3 separate regions of the Mus musculus genome follow, and regions 1 and 2 are each linked to region 3. A link is a contact called in public Hi-C and promoter capture Hi-C data. All regions are on one chromosome and are shown on one strand. Each heading gives the region's core, a stretch centred on a gene start, on an enhancer-like site or on the middle of the called end of the contact. The rest is flanking DNA. Distances are from core to core; before and after follow the strand shown. Region 1 overlaps Iqschfp (Iqcj and Schip1 fusion protein). Region 2 holds the start of Ppm1l (protein phosphatase 1 (formerly 2C)-like). Region 3 holds the start of 9630025h16rik (a long non-coding RNA gene).

Region 1 (2,845 bases), core at 325-2,824, 440 kb after region 3:
AGTATGGAGAGCTACGACTTCACTACGAGGCAGGCATGTATTTTGACTTGTATAGCACCGTCATTTACAGTTCCTCTTCAAAGCTACAGTGAAGAATGAAACAGTCAATGGTAAAATACTGCTCCAACTTAAAGTCTCTAAACAAAAACAAAGTCAAAACTACCCTCTGCTTATCCACGGTTGTTGGTGGTTTAAGTACTGTACAGTTCTTGTAACAATGTTTTATTAAAAGGCCTGATAGTAAGTGGCAAGAGTAAAAAAAAAAAAAAAAAAAAGGAAAGAAAGAAATTAAAATAAATTAAGAAGCGAAGGCCAGTCACGGGACAGTAAGCTCGGACGTTACCAATGACTAACACTGATGTCTGTTTCGGAACCACCTTTAGCAACAGCAATTTTTACGACCACAGAAGCAAAATAAATTCTAGCTTGTTCTCTGGTGGATGGCTCTCTTTCACTTCGCGGGCATTTTCTCAGCCATGTGCTTCTGCTGACTCTCAGCGTGTCTGCAAAATCAAAGATACAAATCACTCAGCACTGAGGAGAAAGACCCAGCCAGACTGCCTTCCAGCCAACACCCTCCAAACCAAAGACAGCTACAGCAGCCTGCACACCAGGAGTCGGGATGAGACACACGCGAGTCAGGGTAGAGTGCTTCCTTTAAGCTCAATGCGCTGTTCTGGCTTTAGGTGATCATGGGTCCTTGATTTTGTCAATCGCAGGATTAATCTGAGGCTGACAGATATTACTACTGTGAAGAAGCAAAGTATTGTGTTTAAAAGGTGCCAAGAGGTGAGTAGCTGGAATGTCTGCATCAGTAAAGAGTTAAAATGTGGTTTCTACATGCTGTGCACTGCAACCAGGGCTCAAAAAGGCTGGGGTCTTTGTAGGGAGTATTCCAGTGAATGCGGCCAGGATGGGCACAAACTGGCAAATGAGGAGGACACAGACAGGAAACAAACATTAAAGGTGGGGCTGCAGCTCAGTGTAGCACACTCGCCGAACATGTAGGATGCCCCAGCTCTGCAGGAACCAAAGGGGTAAAACAAACAAGTCAAGATCAGGTTTCGAGAATGAGTGGCTGAGGGTGGACTGAGCGACTGTTCTAACACACGTAGATTGGGGCATTAACTAAGGCTGATGGAAACCCGCAGCTGTCCATCTAATTTGCTCTTACGAAAGCTTACGTCAAACACATGATGCAAAGCTCTCTGTGGACACGAAGTTGTCCTGTGTCAGCATAAGTTCCCCACCCCCAGATAATTCTAAGGCGTCAACACAACAGTGAAAGGGCCAAGCAGGGTATGATGCAAAACTTGGACAATCCAGAAGCTAGGTGGAGGGGACAGGAAGGGAGAAATGGCCAAGTTCTTGGCATGACCCCGTCCCTCCCCTCCCCCCAACCCTGCAAACAGACACAACCCAAAAGCCTGTAAGATCTGTAGGCTGCAAAAGCTAACGGTTTGGAAGGATGATTTTAGGAAATGACAAATCTTGTGAGAGGCTAAGGCTGTGGTTTCTGGCTGTCATCAAGGGTTGGGGACAAGATGTGTACTGTCTGGATGTGGGGAGTGAGCTGGTGACGCCAAGCTTAAGGCCTGGTTTCATGCAGAAAGCCTCCTAGCCATGGTGCAGAGAAGACTAACCACGAGCAGTTTCAAAAATCGGGCACGTGACCGCAGCATCCTTGCCACATCTAGAAACTCTGGAACAAATGGCAATGTCTATTTGGCAATCAAGGAGCTCAGGGAAATGCTGTTATTGGCCCCTCCTCCAACAAACCAGACCATGGCCCTGCTGATGGGTCTAAAGAGCTATGGACCATTTTTATAGAGCAATCTGTGAGCATCTCAAGCAAATTCAATTCAAGGAATGTTCTGATGTCCTGTGATGGGAGGTTCACTGTAGCTAACCGAACTAGAGCTCTTACAGTGTTTTCTTTAATGTAGCTCTACACAATTGTACACACCAGTACATGCATCAAGAGACTTTCTGCAAAGGCAAGAAAAAGTGGCAATAAACAGCTTTGGAAAATATTAAAATCAATGTTTTCTTTTGAGACACACATAAGAGGGATTTCATTAAAATCTTAAGAGGGAAAGGATTTCCATAAACCTTCCCATTAATCATCTTTACATTAAAGTCCTTTGTAAGATGTAAGATGTATATCATTCAAGCCCTGCAAAATGACTCTCTATATATAGATAAAATCATTGCTGACGACCTACTGTGTACATGGCAGGCCCAGTGCTAGAATCTAAAACATAATGGAGGATTCAAGTGGTGTGATCTCTGCTCTCAGGATAGGGGGTCCATCACCACCGGGGGAGAAACAGCAGACCTATATAACTGTGATAAAGCTCTTCAGAGGCCAGGCTGTGGCCAGGACTCAGAGGAGGGAGATAAGCTGGAATTGTCACCCTCACAGCTGGTGGCACCCTGGCACCCAGCACGTGGCTGGCCATGGGTGGGAGACAGTAGCATGGAATGTGTTGGGGCTACTCCCCAGGGATGGTCTTTTAGAATAAAGCCTTCCAAAGTCATAACTGTTGATCAGAGTTAGCTAATAGTGTGGTCCGTCCTGGCAATCCCACACAAAAGGGAAGAATAATGACTAAGAAGTAAGCTCCAGGGGACGGGCAGAGAGAATGTCTCTTAAGACACCTGGAAACTTTAAAAAAGCCCGATTCCTAGTCTAGTCCAAGAACAGTTAAATCAGAATCTCTCCAGGTGGGACCCAGGGCATCTGTGGTTTATAAATATCCGTAGGTACTTTCAGTGAGGAGTCAAACTCGAACTGAGTGGATTGTAAACTGACATCTATAACGGTGAGGGTAGAACAGGTAGA
Region 2 (2,989 bases), core at 52-2,551, 260 kb before region 3:
GAAAACTAGCAGTTATTAACTGGCTTCTGACCTTGGGAACTTTATATTAAAATGGCACGGAATATCCAGTGTCTCTCGTGTCTCTCAGCTAAAGTGAACGCTCTCATACCCAAGATCTCCTTGGCAGGGTCTTGGGAACTTGACTCACCTTGTCATCACCAGGTCATTACCACGCCCCTCTCACCCCGATCCGACCCCGCCAAGCACGAGACGCCCGGTTATTTACACACACATAGACCCAGAGAACTCCTACCTCGCCGCCGTGCCCATCAAAGATTCCGAAGATGGACGGGTGCGTCTTGTTGGCTAGATCGGTGAGAACTTCGAAGCGATCTTCCATGTGGTCTCTCCGGCCCTGGATGGAGTACACCGCCACATTATGGCTCTTGAATTCCCAGGTCTTGGAAAACTCGGCCTCCAGCACATCAAGTCCTCCAAGACGATCGTTCTGCATAATCTCGGCCACCTTGCCCTTCACCATCTTCACCGCGTCCCGGCTAGACTTAACGATGGTCTTCACTTCGTCCGTGTGGAAGAAGTAACTCCAGAGAGCCAAGCTGATGCACAGCAGGAAAAGCGTCTCGGGTCTCAGTAAGAAGTAGCGCATGATGCGACCCAGCAGAGACAGCAAAGTCATTGTATCCTCTATCATTTATTATCCCTAGAGCCCGGACCAGCAGCAGCGACGCGTGCCCCGCAACTCGCGGGGTCCGAGTACTGCGGGCACTGCCCGCGGGGACCAAGGCGGAGAGGCAGCCCGGGCCGACAGGGTGAACGAACCCACGGCCGCTCGGAACAGTCGTCCAGAACGATGGCAGTTTCCCTTTTGTCTGGGCAGCCCGAAGGCCCGTGCCTGCCGCCTGCGCCGCCTTCCCTCCCCGCGCTCTTTGTGAGACCGCAGCGACGGCGGCGGCGGCGGCCGCCGCGGGTGCCCCGGGTGGGCGACAGGAATCAAGTTAAAGTTGCGCCGAGCCGGTCCGCAACGGTGAAGAGGATTTCGGGGTGCCGATGCCCGCGCGGTCCCTTTAGGGGTCCCCCCTCGCGGTTCCCGGGAGCGATCGGCAGGTGAGGAAGCGCAGGGCGCAAGAGCCCGGCGGCGAGGGTTGCACGTTCCCTCGATCGCCGCTGCAGGCGAGCTTGGGGGACGAGACAGCGGAGCGTTGCGATTTCGTCACACATCCAGGGGGGGTCCCCGAAACAATAAAAGTTTTGCCGGTGCCTGGGCAAAGGCAGGGGGACACCGAGCTGGGAAACGCAGCACGATGGGTGCGGAGCCGCCGGCAGGCTCTGCCTGCCTCTCCCCAGCACCTCTCAGCTCGGCTCGGCTCGGCTCGGCTCGACTCCGCTCGGCTGCTCCCGGCTCCGCTCGCGCTCGCCCCTCCCCTCCCCGCACACGCTCGCCCCGCCCCGCCCCGCCCCGGGAGTGGCGCTTCCAGATGCGTAACACTGTCACCCGGCTGGGGGCCCGAAGGAGCTCGCCGGGGCGGACGCACGTGGGCAGCAGGCGGGTCGGGGGAGAGCCGCGGGGGGTGAGCGGCAAATCCAGCCGCCCAGCTCTAGCCGATTGTCGATTCTGCCTTGGAGGCCGGCTCCCAGGGACAATGTGATAGTGACGTGAGGTCACTGAACGTCGGTTTCTTGGGCGGCACGGCTGCTCGCTGGGGAGCCGGGAGCTGTACCTGAGCCCTCCCCCCCTCCGGCACGCTACACAATGGTACGGTCCACGCCAGACTTTTCGTAGGGCTAGCGAGATGGGACACATTTCTCCTGTCTCAAAAATCGAAAGTGAGTGATTACTTTGGCCACCCGAGGCAGCTGCCACAGAGACCCGCCGGGATCTCCCAAGAGGCAGGACTTGGACTCGGACCGCAAGAGCTATGTCTCTCTGAAGGCAGAACCGGGGATCTCAGAACCGGAGGCTTGACGTGTAATGGCAAACGCCGGAGGACCAGGAAGGGCCGGCCTCTGAAGACTGGGACTGTGCTGGTGGCCACTCATCCATAAGGAACATGCTTGGAGTGTCCCTCAGCGAGCTACTCTGCCTATGGTTCAAGTTAGAAATCCTCTGGAGCCTTGAAAGTGACAACCACCTTCAGTCCTTGCCGAAGATGAGGGCAGGAGTTTGAGTAGGCAAAGGTGGACCTCAGCAGGATAACTTGAAGTTGGGGCAAGGACTGGTCGCCTAGAATATGAAGCAAGTAATCTTTAAAAGGAACTTCTCTTTCTCTCTACCTCTGTCCACGAAGGACGGTGCTGACCCACCGGACTGACGGTCAGGCATCCTGATAGTCTCCCAGCCAGTGTTCCCCCAAACACTTCTGCCTTCTTTTGATCCCAGTTCCGTCTTAAGATATAAAATATAATTACTGCAATAAAATATAACAAAATGTTCACAGTTGGCAACTAAAGTAACTTTAAACAATTTACATTTTGTCCAGATTTTTGTCTATTCTCCGTAACTGCTAAAGTTTCTACAAAAACCTGGACTTCCCTAACAACAACAACAGAAGAAACATGCTTAAGTATTTAAATAATATGACCCCAACAATATAAACATAAGTAGGAATGATGGGAAAGGAATATAAGCAACTGTTAAGAGTATATTTTTGAAAACTAGGATATGTCTTTAATTATGATTATGGCCATAGTTTTCGATATTGTCCACCTGATCGAGAAAATATGAAAATGGGTCATTTCATTCAACATTCAAGAGGTTCCAAAATCAGATAATAAAAGAAAACTCCTCTAAGAACTGTAGCTAGAGAGAATGTCTAGGTATTGTTAGGACAATTGTAATTATTTCTTACTGTAATAACTTAGCAGATTTGAGGTATATTAGTACTTTTGTCCATACAATTTTGTCTCCTCCAACAAACAGTTTGTAGATAAACTGATAAGGATTCCAGAAGTCTGACCTCTCTTGAAGTCACTAGTAGTAAAAGTCCCAGCCCAAAGGTCCTCTGCCTGGACTCCAAATGCTAGGATTAGT
Region 3 (2,721 bases), core at 199-2,698:
GGTTTGGTTTGGTTTGGTTTGGTTTGGTTTGGGGATTTTTGAGATACCATTTCTCTGTAGCTGTAGCTGTCCCGGAACTCACAATGTAGACCAGGCTGGCCTCGAACTCAAGAGATCTCCCTACCTTTGCCTCCCAAGGTGTGTACCACGACCGATGGGTTTGGTTTGTTGAATATTTTAAACAGTTGAAAATTAATCCTCAGAAAAAAGTCCTTTGAAAATGTGCTTTTTGATAATGTACCTGTCACCAAAGACCTATGTAAACAAAGCTGCCAAGTTCTGCTGGTGCCTGGGGCTTGAACATGGCCCCCTTATTCAGTTATATCTTCACTAGCTTTCTGGTTTTGATTGTTTCCTTTACTGCCTGAGCTTGGATGTCATGGAACTTGGCAGTTTGGACCATATTGGCCTTGAACTCAGAGATTTTCATGCCTCTGTTTCCTTAGTGCTGGATTAAAGGTATGTACCACCATGCCTGGACCTAAACTTTTCTTTAATTCTTTTCACAAGATAGAAGCTTAGCTGGGTGGGATCTTGCCCAGAGGCCCCACTCCCTTTAATGCCACTTAAATCTTTAATCTATTATCTCCCTGAACACAATATTTAGCTCCATACCACTTTCTAGTGCCCCTTTAATCGTTGAACCATATATTTTGTATTTTTCCTTTCTCAGCTTGGAATGTTTGATTAAAATGCTCTTCATGAGAGTAAACCATAATACAGAATCTATTTTAGGCTGTTTTGAGATATCTTTTGCCAATGCAATTAATCTAAATCTCTTCACCTTAGTCTTAGATGGACTGTTCAGACAAGGGCAAAAAGCAGCCACATTCTTCACCAAATTATCATGAGAAAAGTCTTTAGGCAACAAACTAAAAATATTCTCTTAAACTTTGAACCAGGCCCCCACAGTCGAAATCACTGTCAGCACCACTGGCTTCCATGTTCCCACTAGTCTGGCCCGTTAAGTCCAACTTAAGCATTCTAGTGTTTCCTAATCCAAAGTCCCCAATCTGCATTTCTTCAAACAAACATATTCAGGCCTATCAGAACAATACCCAGCCCCTGGTTCCAACTTCTGTCTTACAGTTTTATTGCTATGAAGAGATACCTAGACCATGGCAACTCTTATAAAGGACAACATTTAACATAATTTTTAACATAATTAACATTTATTTTTAACATAATTATGTTAACATTTATGCCTAACATAATTAACATTTAACAGGAAACTGGCTTACAGTTTTAGAGGTTTAGTCCAATATCATCACTGTGGGATGCATGACTGCATCCAGGCAGACTTGGCGCTGGAGAAGGAGCTAGAGTTCTACATCTTGATTCATAGGCAGCAAAAGGGGACTGAGTCAGCACTGAGAGTAGCTTCAGTATATATGAGACTTCAAAGCCAGCCTCAACACTGACACTTCCTCCAACAAGGGCACGCCTACTCTAAGGCCACAACCCCTAATAGTGCCCCAAACACATGAGTCTCTGGGAGTGGACAACCAGTGATGGGTTTAATTTGAAGCCCATACCACGATGGGGAGCATACCGAAGACAGGTTGAGAACAGAAGTACAAATTTAAGTCAGTGTTACCAATGTCTAAATACTTTAATGTATAACAACATTAAAAAAAAAAAAGATTTGTTCTGTCCTACTCCTTTGACTAATATGTTTTGGGTTTTTGTTGGTTTTCTTGGTTTGTTTGGTTTTTTGTTGTTGTTGTTGTTGTTTGGGTTTTTTTTTTTTTTTTTTTTTTTTTTTGGTTTTGGTTTTGGGGGTTTGGTTTGTTTGTTTGGTTGGTTGGTTTTTCAAGACAGGGTTTCTCTGTGCAGCCCTGTCTGTCCTGGAACTCACTTTGTAGTCGAGGCTGGCCTCGAACTCAGAAATCTGCCTGCCTCTGCCTCCCAAGTGCTGGGATTAAAGGCATGTGCCACCACTGCCCGGCGACTAATACGTTTTTTGTGATGCTGTTGCTTCATAACACCCCATAACTGGCATCTTTGTAATCTTCAGGAAGGCTGAGCTCTAATTTAGGGTTCTTCCTCTATAGCAGAAGAGAGAAGTAGTGTAAAAAGAGTCAGTCCCCAACATTTAGCCAACCCTGTACCACTGGGCTTTTCTTCCTTATTCTTCATGGGTCTTATTATATTGTCCCAGCTGGTCTTGGCCTTAGATTTAGGAAGCCTCCCATTACTTAGCCTGTGGAGTAGCTGGGATTATAGAACACACAACTACATCAACATCCACCCTGATTCATATCTGTTACTGCAGTCTTTCCCCTGGCTGTGGATGCCCCAGTGAAGATCATGTGCATACTCTAGAAATGAGCTTAGAATGTCTACAGAAATTAGGGGTCCTACTACATAAAGCATGGCCCAGAAGACAGGACAGGCATTTTCTCAGAGATCTCTTACTCTTGTGCTAAAGTGTGGCTGAAGAAGATCCAGAGTGGACCCCTGTAAGCAAGGATACTGTGTAGAAAGAGGTTCCTCTACTCTAGTTCTTCCTGAAGTTTTCTTTGATGTATGTAGACCACTTTGACTTCACCTTTGCCTTTCATGTTTCCAGTGCATTCACTACCAATATCACCCATTTGAGCAGTATCTATCTGTTTGTCTGTCTGTCCCATCCATCCATCCATCCATCCATCCATCCATCCATCCATCCATCCATCTATATATCTTCTGGTTTTGGTGCTGAGGATTAAATCCAGGACC

Evidence for each region. Promoter capture Hi-C pulls out the DNA fragments that hold promoters and counts their contacts. A called contact is a pair of places that touch in the nucleus more often than the background predicts.
Region 1: a Hi-C map of granulocyte-monocyte progenitors shows a contact between it and region 3, with 4 times the contacts expected there. The contact joins the enhancer-like site here to the promoter of 9630025h16rik in region 3. A contact is called at or near these places in 1 of 39 promoter capture datasets (the 3T3-L1 cell line), 1 of 15 datasets of contacts at CTCF or cohesin (large pre-B cells), 19 of 484 Hi-C or Micro-C datasets (the 3T3-L1 cell line, 3T3-L1-derived adipocytes, the C10 cell line and 14 more) and 2 of 115 datasets of contacts at active chromatin or transcription factors (astrocytes and large pre-B cells).
Region 2: a promoter capture Hi-C map of hippocampal neurons shows a contact between it and region 3, with 2.6 times the contacts expected there. The contact joins the promoter of Ppm1l here to the promoter of 9630025h16rik in region 3. A contact is called at or near these places in 2 of 39 promoter capture datasets (hippocampal neurons and pre-B cells) and 1 of 484 Hi-C or Micro-C datasets (fetal liver).

What each region holds. Positions count from the first base shown.
Region 1 is chr3:68,623,465-68,626,309 of GRCm38.p6, reverse strand. It overlaps Iqschfp (Iqcj and Schip1 fusion protein), which reads right to left. Exons shown (of 11, transcript NM_001113419.2): 11 at 1-503. The coding sequence ends at 452. It overlaps Schip1 (schwannomin interacting protein 1), which reads right to left. Exons shown (of 8, transcript NM_001113421.1): 8 at 1-503. The coding sequence ends at 452. Among named protein-coding and RNA genes, the nearest start is that of Il12a, 67 kb to the left of the region's middle. Within about 2 kb of position 1,574, at least 29 of the 459 cell types and tissues checked have an H3K27ac peak or open chromatin away from gene starts, as enhancers often do. A contact at or near this core is called in the HPC-7 cell line, granulocyte-monocyte progenitors and hematopoietic stem and progenitor cells, where this site is marked.
Region 2 is chr3:69,315,230-69,318,218 of GRCm38.p6, reverse strand. It overlaps Ppm1l (protein phosphatase 1 (formerly 2C)-like), which reads right to left and starts at 1,301. Exons shown (of 4, transcript NM_178726.3): 1 at 254-1,301. The coding sequence starts at 652.
Region 3 is chr3:69,059,589-69,062,309 of GRCm38.p6, reverse strand. 9630025h16rik (a long non-coding RNA gene) reads right to left here and starts at 1,448. Exons shown (of 2, transcript XR_867356.3): 1 at 1,242-1,448.